Regions from separate parts of the Mus musculus genome. Here regions 1 and 2 are each linked to region 3. The links are chromatin contacts, called in public promoter capture Hi-C maps. All regions are on one chromosome and are shown on one strand. Each heading gives the region's core, a stretch centred on a gene start, on an enhancer-like site or on the middle of the called end of the contact. The rest is flanking DNA. Distances are from core to core; before and after follow the strand shown.

What was found. Promoter capture Hi-C pulls out the DNA fragments that hold promoters and counts their contacts.
Region 1: a contact with region 3 is called in a promoter capture Hi-C map of second pharyngeal arch cranial neural crest. The contact joins the promoter of Gabpb2 here to the promoter of Arhgef2 in region 3. A contact is called at or near these places in 2 of 39 promoter capture datasets (maxillary cranial neural crest and second pharyngeal arch cranial neural crest).
Region 2: a contact with region 3 is called in a promoter capture Hi-C map of cranial neural crest. The contact joins the promoter of Mcl1 here to the promoter of Arhgef2 in region 3.

What each region holds. Positions count from the first base shown.
Region 1 is chr3:95,216,258-95,219,354 of GRCm38.p6, reverse strand. It overlaps Gabpb2 (GA repeat binding protein, beta 2), which reads left to right and starts at 1,413. Exons shown (of 10, transcript NM_029885.1): 1 at 1,413-1,766; 2 at 3,087-3,097. It overlaps Mllt11 (myeloid/lymphoid or mixed-lineage leukemia; translocated to, 11), which reads left to right. Exons shown (of 2, transcript NM_019914.4): 2 at 1-811. It overlaps Gm16740 (predicted gene, 16740), which reads right to left and starts at 1,898. Exons shown (of 4, transcript NR_108026.1): 1 at 1,297-1,898.
Region 2 is chr3:95,657,244-95,660,472 of GRCm38.p6, reverse strand. It overlaps Mcl1 (myeloid cell leukemia sequence 1), which reads right to left and starts at 1,752. Exons shown (of 3, transcript NM_008562.3): 1 at 986-1,752; 2 at 465-712. The coding sequence starts at 1,616.
Region 3 is chr3:88,618,908-88,622,419 of GRCm38.p6, reverse strand. Arhgef2 (rho/rac guanine nucleotide exchange factor (GEF) 2) reads right to left here and starts at 1,261. Exons shown (of 22, transcript NM_008487.4): 1 at 1,099-1,261. The coding sequence starts at 1,161. It overlaps Gm20652 (a long non-coding RNA gene), which reads left to right and starts at 1,315. Exons shown (of 2, transcript XR_375820.2): 1 at 1,315-1,389.

The DNA of each region.
Region 1 (3,097 bases), core at 164-2,663, 6.6 Mb before region 3:
AACAGGCAGATGTTTTGGTCCTAAGTATTTTAGCTTTGCCTTTCTGTAGTTGCAGTATGTGATAGGAATCAGTGATTCCTGACACAGTTCTTTGGCCGCCATAAGACCGTGAAGTAAGCAGTTATGTTCAGACCCTACCCGTCCCCATTCCTTCCAAAGCTATTGCAGATGAATTGCGGAGCTGTTTATTCATTTATGGAATAAAGACGTTAAATCCTAAGTCTGGGGCTTAGTTTTTTCCATTCCAATGAAGTACTACAGATTTTACTCACACTTCCGAATCCAGCTTTCCCTTTTATCTTTTTTTCTTTCTTTTTTTTTTTAAGTGAAGCTTTTCTTTTTATTTTAAAAAGATTTACTATACTATATATGAGTACACTGTTGCACTCTTCAGACACACCAGAAGAGGGCATTGGGTCCCATTACAAGTGAGCCAACATGTGGTTGGTGGGGATTGAACTCAGGACCTCTGGAAGAGCAGTCAGTGCTCTTAACCACTGAGTCATCTCTCCAGCGCTTCCTTCTGTCTGTCTAATATTTGACTTTGAAGAACAATTTAGGATTTGGACATAGCTCAATGGTAGAAGGGCTTGCCAAGCATCTACAAGGCCCTGCTAGGGTTCCCCTGTAAGCAGCCAGTGCTCAGAGATTAGCCACGCCCCCCAGCCCATTATTAACTTTTAAATTTGTGTGGTTTTCTTCGGAGGCGGGCCTTGAACTCAGAGAAATCCACCTGACTCTGCTGGACTCTGCTAGGGTGGGCCTAGCACTTTGGTATTAAATTAGGAGACCTGTGCCTCCTGCTGTGATCAAAGGCGTGTTTGTTATTATTACTGATTTTAATTTTTAGTGTGCATTGGTGTTTTGCCTAAATGTATGCTTGCTTGTGTGAGGGTGTCAGATCTTGGAGTTAAAGGCAGTTGTAAGCTGCAATGTGGGTGCTGGGAATTGAACTGGGGTCTCCTAAGGCATTGCTCCAGCGTCCTGTTATTGATTTTTGAAAGGTTTTCTCCGAGCTTTCTCTCGGTCCTTATATCAGTTAAAATGGTGAACAGAAACCAAGATAGACTGGTAAATGAAAGACATGCAATTTCATGTCCCATCCTATTCTAGTCTTCCCCCCAAAAGTTCAGGGGTTCTTTCCTGACCTATATTCAGGACACTGGGAAAGTGTCCGGTCAGACAGGAGTGCATAACCAGAAGGTCCCGAATAGCGGAAGCAAGATTCTCCCCCAACCCTCAAGTTAGCCCGGCGTTGAACCAGCAGGAAGGTAGAGTGCGGACGCCAACACGCACCAGTAACCAGTTCCTCCGAGCGCTGCACTGGTTGGCGCCAAAACTACCATCTGCGTCCGTCCCCTGCCGGAACTATCCCTCACGTAAGCCACGTAATCGGTGATCCTGCGCCTCGCTAAGTAGTCCCGCTCAGGATGCCCGCGGTATACGTTTTTCCAGCTCACGAGGTCCTCAGTAGGAAGGAGTCGGACTCAGAGGTGCGTTGAGGTCCTGAGAGAAGGGCAAAGTGGCTCCGCTAACCCATTTCCTTCAGATTCCTCCGCCAGGACGTATAGTCACAGCGCCTTCACTTCCGGGTCCGCCATTTTATTGCCTCCATTTCTCCGTGAGGGGGGGTAAGGGCCCCCCCAAATATGCATATGTGAAAAGGCCGAAAAGTGAGGCCGCTGGCAAGGAGTCTTAACTAGAGAAAGAAACGGGACCAAACTGGCGGGCCCAGTGAGAGCGAAGCCGGCAGCGCTCCGGAATAGGTGAGGGGGAAAGGACACGCAGGGTTCCGGAGCTTCCGAACTGCGATGCAAGGGGCAGTGATAAGTGGCCGGCCCAGCCCGGCCAGGACCTGTGGGCGCCGGCCTGCACACTGCCGGAGCGGGGGTGGCGGCGGGGGGGAGAGGGACCAAGAGGAAGGGGATGCTGTCGGGAGGAAGGGGAGGGGACTGGGAGGTGAAGGGGGTGGGTGGAAGACCTGGGGCTGGGGAGCTGGACTCCGGGAAGCCAAGGCCACATGGGGTGACCACGAGGGGGCGGTGTGGCGCAGGAGTCCGGGCTGCCACTACAGACTGGGGCTCCCACTTGCAAGTTGGCGCCCCTGAGTTTGGCAGAGTGCTGATGTCAAAAACTGAGGGATATGTGACTAGGGAGGAAGTGGGAACTGGACTTTTCAAGGTCCAGTAATAACGTGAAACTTTAGTAAGTTCATAATGTGAACAAGAGCAGTCATGGACTTATATCCAGTTCTCAACACAGATGCTTGTACAGCTGGCCTCCCAGTGGGAATGTGTGGGGGGTGAGGGGGGGGAGAAAAAGAAAAAAAAGTACAGACCGAGAATTCTTCAATTGCTTTCTTTCTTAGCGTGCACCTCTTGTCACAGATTTCCTCCAGGAATTCTGCTGTCTCCCTCTTCCTATAAAGGATTTTCTCTAGTTTCCAATCCAATATTTGGGTCTTACTATGTAGTTTGGATTGGCTGCCTCACAGCGATTCTCTAACCTTAGCCCCTGGAGTGTTGGAATTACTGAGGTGAGCCATGTTTTTTGTACATGCTTTGCAAAGAACAAACCACCACACCCAAATGATAAACAAAAGTTATTATTCTTTGGTAATGGGCTGCTTTGTCAAGTGCTCAGGCACTCCATGGTTATTAAAATATTTATTGAAAGTTCTGAACACTAAGTACTCAGTGCTTGAGAAGAGGAGAGAGAAAGATCCAGGTGTTCAAGGCCAGCCTGTGCTACTTGACCCAGAAAGGTCTCCTGGTCTTGTTTTGTATTTTATTGGCTTCCTATTCCTAGGAGGCAGGGTTGGGAGTATAGCTCAGAGGCAAGTGTGAATGTAGCATGCCTGTGGCCCTGGATTCAACTCCTAGCACAGAGGGACTAGGAAGAGAATTTAGAAAAATCTTAGGATACACACTAGACAAACGCTCATGTGAAGTTTATGTGGATGCATATCCAGTAAGGGAGAACAGTTCCCCTCTGTAGCATTCAGAACCATGGGGTTGTATAGGTTGGGCAGGTGGAACTTAGCATATAAAGCCAGCGAGACTGACAGTCTTGAGTTTGATCCACAGAGTTGAAGGAG
Region 2 (3,229 bases), core at 503-3,002, 7.0 Mb before region 3:
ACCAACCACTCTTTGGATCCATCCCCATGTAGTATTTCTCCCATGGGTATTTCCTAATGAGAATGAGTGCACCTTACACCAGAGCTGGTGTATTTGGGTATTAACTTCTAAAATGCAGGCTCTACCCCTTATCCATTTGATTAAAATGAGGGGGATGTAATTTAGTCATCACAGGTGACTCTTACTTCTTCACGGTTTGAATCCACTGCTCTGAAGATTATCCAACTGAATTAGAAGTACAACCTACAGAATACAAGACCTTTTGGTACAATTCAAGACCGTCATAATGAGTTTTTCTCTGGACCTACCACCTACAACGACCAACATCATGCAACAAGAGATACATAAATTAAATCTGAAACCGGAGAGAAACTTTGTAAAAACCCTCTAGGTGCCTTCTCCTTCACAAAATCCTGCACCCCATTTCCACTCCACGGTCCCTTTATATCACAAGACGAACTTACCCAGCCTCTTTGTTTGACAAGCCAGTCCCGTTTCGTCCTTACAAGAACATCTGTGATAGTTTCTGCTAATGGTTCGATGAAGCTTTCTTGGTTTACGCTCTTTAAGTGTTTGGCCACAAAGGCACCGAAAGAAATAAGAGTCACAATCCTGCCCCAGTTTGTTACGCCATCTTTGAAAACATGGACCATTACTCGAGAAAAAGATTTAACATCGCCTTCGTTTTTAATGTCCAGTTTCCGGAGCATGCCTGAGAAGAAAAGCAAGAAACCTCATGGCCTCCTTTGTCTGCAGCGGGGCACTACCCTTCTGCCCACCCACGACGAGGGGACCGTGCTCTCCCGGCTCTAGAGCAGTCAGGCAGACCCCACGCCGACAGTGACATCCCACCCTTTCCGGTCTTTGAACCCAACAGCCAGATGGGCGGAAACAATGACTCACAGCCAGAAAATTCTGGTTGCAGAGCCAGGCTCCGGCTCTTCCCTCTTCCCGCACGGCCCGGCCCGGCCCGGGCGCCGCTTACCCTGGAAGGCCGTCTCGTGGTTGCGCTGCACGCCGTCGCCCACGCGCCGCAGGGTCTCCAGCGCTCTCCGGCCCGCCGCGCCCGCCTCGCCCAGAGGCTTCGAGTCCTTGGAGCCGGTCGCCTGCTCCCGCAAGTAGCGCGAGATGATCTCCAGCGACTGGCGGTATAGGTCGTCCTCTTCCTCCTCGGGCGGCGGCGGCGTGGAGGGCAGAGAGCCGTCGGCCCCGGAGCTCTTGGCCGCCTCGCTCACGCGCTCCAGGAGGGGCAGCACGGCCGGGCGCTTGCCGATGGCCTCCGGCTCGCAGCCGTCCAGTTCCTCCTCCGGAGACACGATGGCGGCGGCGGCCGACGCGGCCATCTCCTCGGGCGGCACGGCGAGGAGGCCGGGCGACTTATGCAGCCGCCTTTCGGCCGACGCGGTGACGTCGGGGTCCTCGGCGCCCACGGGCGGCGGCCGGGCGACCACCCGCGCGCCGGGCAGCAGGGCGGCCTCCCCTCCCCCCTCGCGCCGCGCCTTGGCCTCCTCGGCCACCAGGCGCGCCCCTGCCGGAGAACCGCCGCCCGCGCCGAGGCTGGCGCCGCCGCAGTACAGGTTCAAGCCGATGACCGCGTTTCTCCGCAGGCCAAACATGGTCGGACGCCGCAGGCTGAGGGGAAGGAGCGGGGAAGGCCGCGACTCCAGACCGGAGGCAGGCGGAAGTCAGGAGTGAGGAAGGCCGTTCCCTGCCGCCGCCTTAGGGCCGTGCTGACGCAGGCGAGGACTTCCCGTAAAAGGGGAAAGGGGCGGGCGTTTCCGGAGGGCTGGCCCGGCCACTCCGCGCCTCTTCCGGCCGGAGCGCTCTCGCGGCTTCCGCGGCTACGGTTGGCGGAGCGCGGTACCTGGCCTTGGCTCGCGGACGGATTGTGCTTTTTTGTCCGGTACAACTCTCAGCCCGGCTGGCCAAGTGCTTGGCTTCCCGGGGAATGGTTCCTGCTCGGGAACGCCTGCTGATCTGTGTCGGTTTTTGAATTTCAAGCTGCCCTGGAACTCTGCATAGCCCAGGCTGGTCCTAACGTTAGGCAGTCCTGCCTTAGCCTTTCTCGTTGCACTACCTGCTGTGTTTTTATAACATACCAGTCTTAAACACTTTTTTGTTTGTGTGTATTTGTGGTTGTGTGCCTGCCTCCAGGTGGGTGCTGGGAGTTAAACCCTGGAAGAGCAAACCAGGGAGGGCATCTCCAGTCTCATACACAAAGGAATATTAACCATTGATTTGCTTAAAAGTTAGGGGGAGTCCTGCTCTGTCATTTTTCTACTGTGAGCCCTCACTCCCTGTGTTCCAAAATGACTTTCCGTTCCGGTTTTTTTTGTTTTTTGTTTTTTGTTTTTGTTTTTTTGTTTTTCGAGACAGGGTTTCTCTGTGTAGCCCTGGCTGCACTGGAACTCACTCTGTAGATCAGGCTGGCCTCAAACTCAGAAATCCTCCTGCCTCTGCCTCCCGAGTGCTGGAATTAAAGGCGTGCCCCACACTGCCTGGCCAAAATGACTTTTCATGGACAGCTATTAAGGGGTTATTTATGTGGAGCCTGTGAAAGATTCAACTGGTGAAAGGCTCCTGAAACCCAGCCCTAAAGACCTGAGTTCAATACACAGAACCCACCTAACAATGAAGGAGTGAGACCACTTTCCAGAGTTGACCTCTGGCTGCCAGAAGAGCCTAGCTCCCTACCCTATCCCCAAACAGTAAAAGTCTAAAATATGAGCCATTTATGGTGGCTAGGCCTATAGCTCAATTGGCAGAAGAGCTTGCCCAGGCCTGGGGAGGCAGAGGCAAGAGACTCAATTTAAAACTCATTTTTGGCTACATGATGAGCCTGCTGTCTAAAATGAACAAAGGATGGTTACGGGAGTAACTCAGTTGGTAGAGAATTTGCCTACCCTTGTAGAAGTCCTGGGTTGATCCCCAGCACCATATAAAACGGTGAAGATCTTTGGTGGACTGGTTAGACTTAATATCAACTTGACACAAGCTGGAATTCCATGGACTGGCGGTCCTGGGTTCTGTAAGAAAACAGGCTGAGCAAGCCATGGGAAACAAGCCAGTTAGCAGCTCCTGCCCATGGCCTCTGCCTCTAGGTTCCTGCCCCGTTTGAGTTCCTGTCCTGATGTCCTTCAGTGATGAACAGTAATGTGGAAGCAAGCTAAGCCCAATGAACCCTTTTCTCCCAAGCTGCTTTTGGTTGTGGTGCTTTGCCATAGCAACA
Region 3 (3,512 bases), core at 12-2,511:
TGCCTTTGCTTTCCGAGAGAGCCTTATAATGTGAGTGTCCTGAGGTACAGGGAGGCGCCGTCCGCCTGAACCAGGCCCCCCTGGCTTCACTTATTCATCTACAAGTCCTCCTCGGCTTCACCACTTCCTGTGAGCTGAGGTGAGGAAAGTCATGGCATTTGGGAGGGCGTCTGAATACAAAGACAGGAATAAAGGACACTTGTAAAGGCGTGCTGGAGAGGTCGTATTGCAGAGTGTGCTGATAATTACACAGCCAGACTCCAGATGACAGGTGAAGGGCCCCCAAGCCGAGGCGATAATCGAAATATGGCTGAGGGGAGTGGGGGAACTGGGTTAACCGAGGCGGCTGGAGAACCAGGAGCCTGGAAGCTGATGAAACAGATAAGGGTGGGAACTACTCTGGGTCCTGGCACCGAGACGCTCAGGATGTGAGAAGGCATCCCAGCGACACAAAGGCAGCTTGCTTCACCTGATGGATCGGTTTGGCCTGGCGGAGAAAATGGGCGGCCGCTTGCTGTCTTGACCCCTAGCCACCCGCCTACCCCAGGCAAGAACTGAATCACAGCTGGAAAGTCCATCCGCAAGAAGAGGAGGAGCTGACTTTTGTCTTGGAGGGGCGGGAAGGTGGGGGAGGGAGCTTGGAAAACACCCCCTCCGGCCCCCTCCACCCGCTGGTGGGGACAAAGGGGGAACGACCGAGCCGGCGCTAGCGGGCACGGCCGCAAGCAACCCCCGGAACTGGGGTGCGGAAAGGGGTGCCCAAGAGCGTCGTCCCTAGGAACCCGACACGCTCGCCCCTCTTTCCCGCTCGATCCCTTACCGGAGCAACTTTCTTCCGAGCGGCCCAAAACACTCGGTCCCGCCGAACCACTGGTAACCCAGCTCAGCTCTCCTAGATCCCCGCACAGAAGCTGCGCGGGTGCTGGAGACGCGGGTCACGTTGCGGTCCTCCAGCCCCCTCCTCACGCGCTCGCAGCCCCACCCACCCCGTCCGGCCGCTGCGCGCGGACTCGGGCGCCCCAGAGCGGGCGGGGGGACGCGGGACGCGGGGCGGAGGCCCAGAGGTCGGCAGGGCGCCCGGTCGCAGAGCCAGCCCACCTTGGTTGCCTGCTCCTTGCTCCGGTCGATCCGCGCGCGAGTGAGGGATTCGATCCGAGACATAATCCAGCGTGAGCCGCGGGAGGACGCGGCGGCCCCGGGTGTCCAGCAACGGCGGGGGAGGGGTCCGGCCGCACGCGTCGGCCTCGGGGACAGGAAGTCTGAGTCCCCTCGCCCCTGCACCCAGCACCAGTTCCTCAAACCCTAGTCTCCTCCCCCACCCGAGCTCAGGAAGGGGAGAGGCGGAGCGGAGGCAGGGCGGGGTACCCGCGCACCGGACGGGACGCCGGGGTTAGTATCGCTGCAGTCTGCTGGACAGGGGTCCTTGGGACAGGTTCGAGGATCCCTTTTCCCTTTAGCGCTTAGGAACACTCTCTGACCTCAGCGACCTCCCTTAGCTCGGCTGTCCTTGAAAAACACCGGCGCCCATTCCGGGTAACTTCACTCTTTAAAGACCCTAAGGGGATTCTATCACCTTATCGGTAACTGGGAGACCTAGCCATAAGGGCTCACTCATCAAACAGGCTTGAGTACACAGACCGCTTTTACAATGTTGGACTGGTATGACAAGAGGGAGGGGGCAATGAAAGGGGAACTAGAAGCTTCATCGTTAACAGGCTTCACTCCCCCAAAAGAGTGAAGAAGGGGACTCCTTTCCAAAAGCTAGGAGTCCACAAGAGAGGGTTTTCCCCTCACCCCCCCCCACCCCCCGCCCAGCTTCTCACCCCTCTGGGCCTTGTGGACCACACTCTGACCATCCTTCTCAGCCCCACCTCTGCCAATTACTTTGGCAGTGAAGGTGAGAAGGCTCCACCTTTCCTGAGGCTAGCTGAGGAAATCCTTCCTTGTGTCCTGACACCAGTTTTCTCTGCCACAGGAGACTATAGAAACAACTTGGCCCTGTCTGGAAACGTTTGAGCTTGCTGAGGAGTGTGGGTGGGTTTTCATTTCTCTGGACCCTTTGAGTCAACCTGAGTTTCCTGCCACTGGGGAAATTCTCCAGTCTGCTCCGTTTCCACCTATCAAGGTCTCCGATTTCTCTGTAAAAACCTGAGCACCCTGGGGCAAAGTTTTGTAAAAATTTAGGGTACTACCTAATCTAGTCCCAAAAGTGTGTGGTAATGAGGGAGGGAGATGGCTAGGCGTGGTGTTGCACAGAGGCAGGGAGATTTCTGAGTTCAAGGCCAGCCTGGTCTACAGAGTGAGTTCCAGGACAGCCAGGGCTACACAGAGAAACCCTGTCTCAAAACACCGAAAAAAAAAAGAAAGAAAGAAAAAAGAAAGAGGGAGGGAGATGAGGCCCAGCCACTGTCACCAGCTTCTGCTCTGTTCTTCTCGGTAGCGGGGCAGGGAGGGTGGTGTTAGGGCTGCAGGTTTCCAGCCCAGCCCTGCACTCCTAGAGTGCCAATTTTAGCCTCAGTCTCTAATTTGGGCTCGGCTGCCTCATCCACCCGCTGTGCTGGTTGGGCTCCTCAGCTCCTCACCCCGGCTCTGCTCCCCTCCCACTCTGCTCCTCTGACCTATCTCCTGCCTAGGAACTCCCTCACCTTTTGTGCCCATTCTCCTGTTCAGGGTCCTTATATAGTAAAGGCCAGGGAAAAAGAAACAATGTCCAGTTCAGGCTGGCCAGATGAGGCAGAAAGGACTTTCCCAGACCAATTCTGTTTTCTCTGAAGGAATCCTAGGAAGGCCTCAGGACCTGCCATGTTCCTATTGGCTCTGAGCCTCCAGACTTGCCCCGCTTGAGTGACCAGCCAAAGCTGAGAAATGTACTAACAATCAGCTAGAGGTCAGAATGAGCTGCCTGGTTTGGGGGGGGGGGGGGCAGAGACCTCAATTTTCTCTAAGGCCTGAACTAGAAATTGTTATAAGCCAAACTCTTGAGTAACTAGTAAATCTAGGTTTCCCCCAGACTCTTTTGAGGGTCTGGTCAGTACGTAAAGCCCATGTGGAAGGTCTATGGAAGAAGAGGGTGACCTCCTCCTCTAGCCTTTTACTGTGTTTCCCCAGCCTCAGCTCGCTGTCTGCTCCACCTGCTCACCTCTCCCTTGTCTGCCCTGCAAAACCAAACCTTTAAAACTGTATTGAGTGCTCTATGTCTTCAGCTTGACTCCATTTCTGTTCTCTGGAGCCTCTGGAACAATGAACATTCTCCTTTCTTCTGGGGGTCTTCCCTTTCCCCAAACCCCTTCATTCTAGCCCCCACCCCCGTAATCCTACCAGTGACATCTTTGAGAAATTGTTTTTAATATATAAAAAAAATTTAAAAACCTCTGCCAGTATCTAAAAGTAGCCAGTACTTTCTTTGGCTCATTCAACTTGAAAAGGGGGGGTGGGGGGAGGTACCATTGCCATAGACAACTAGAGGGGAAGGGTCTGGTTTCCAAAGGGCCATCGGAGGAACCAAGAGTGTT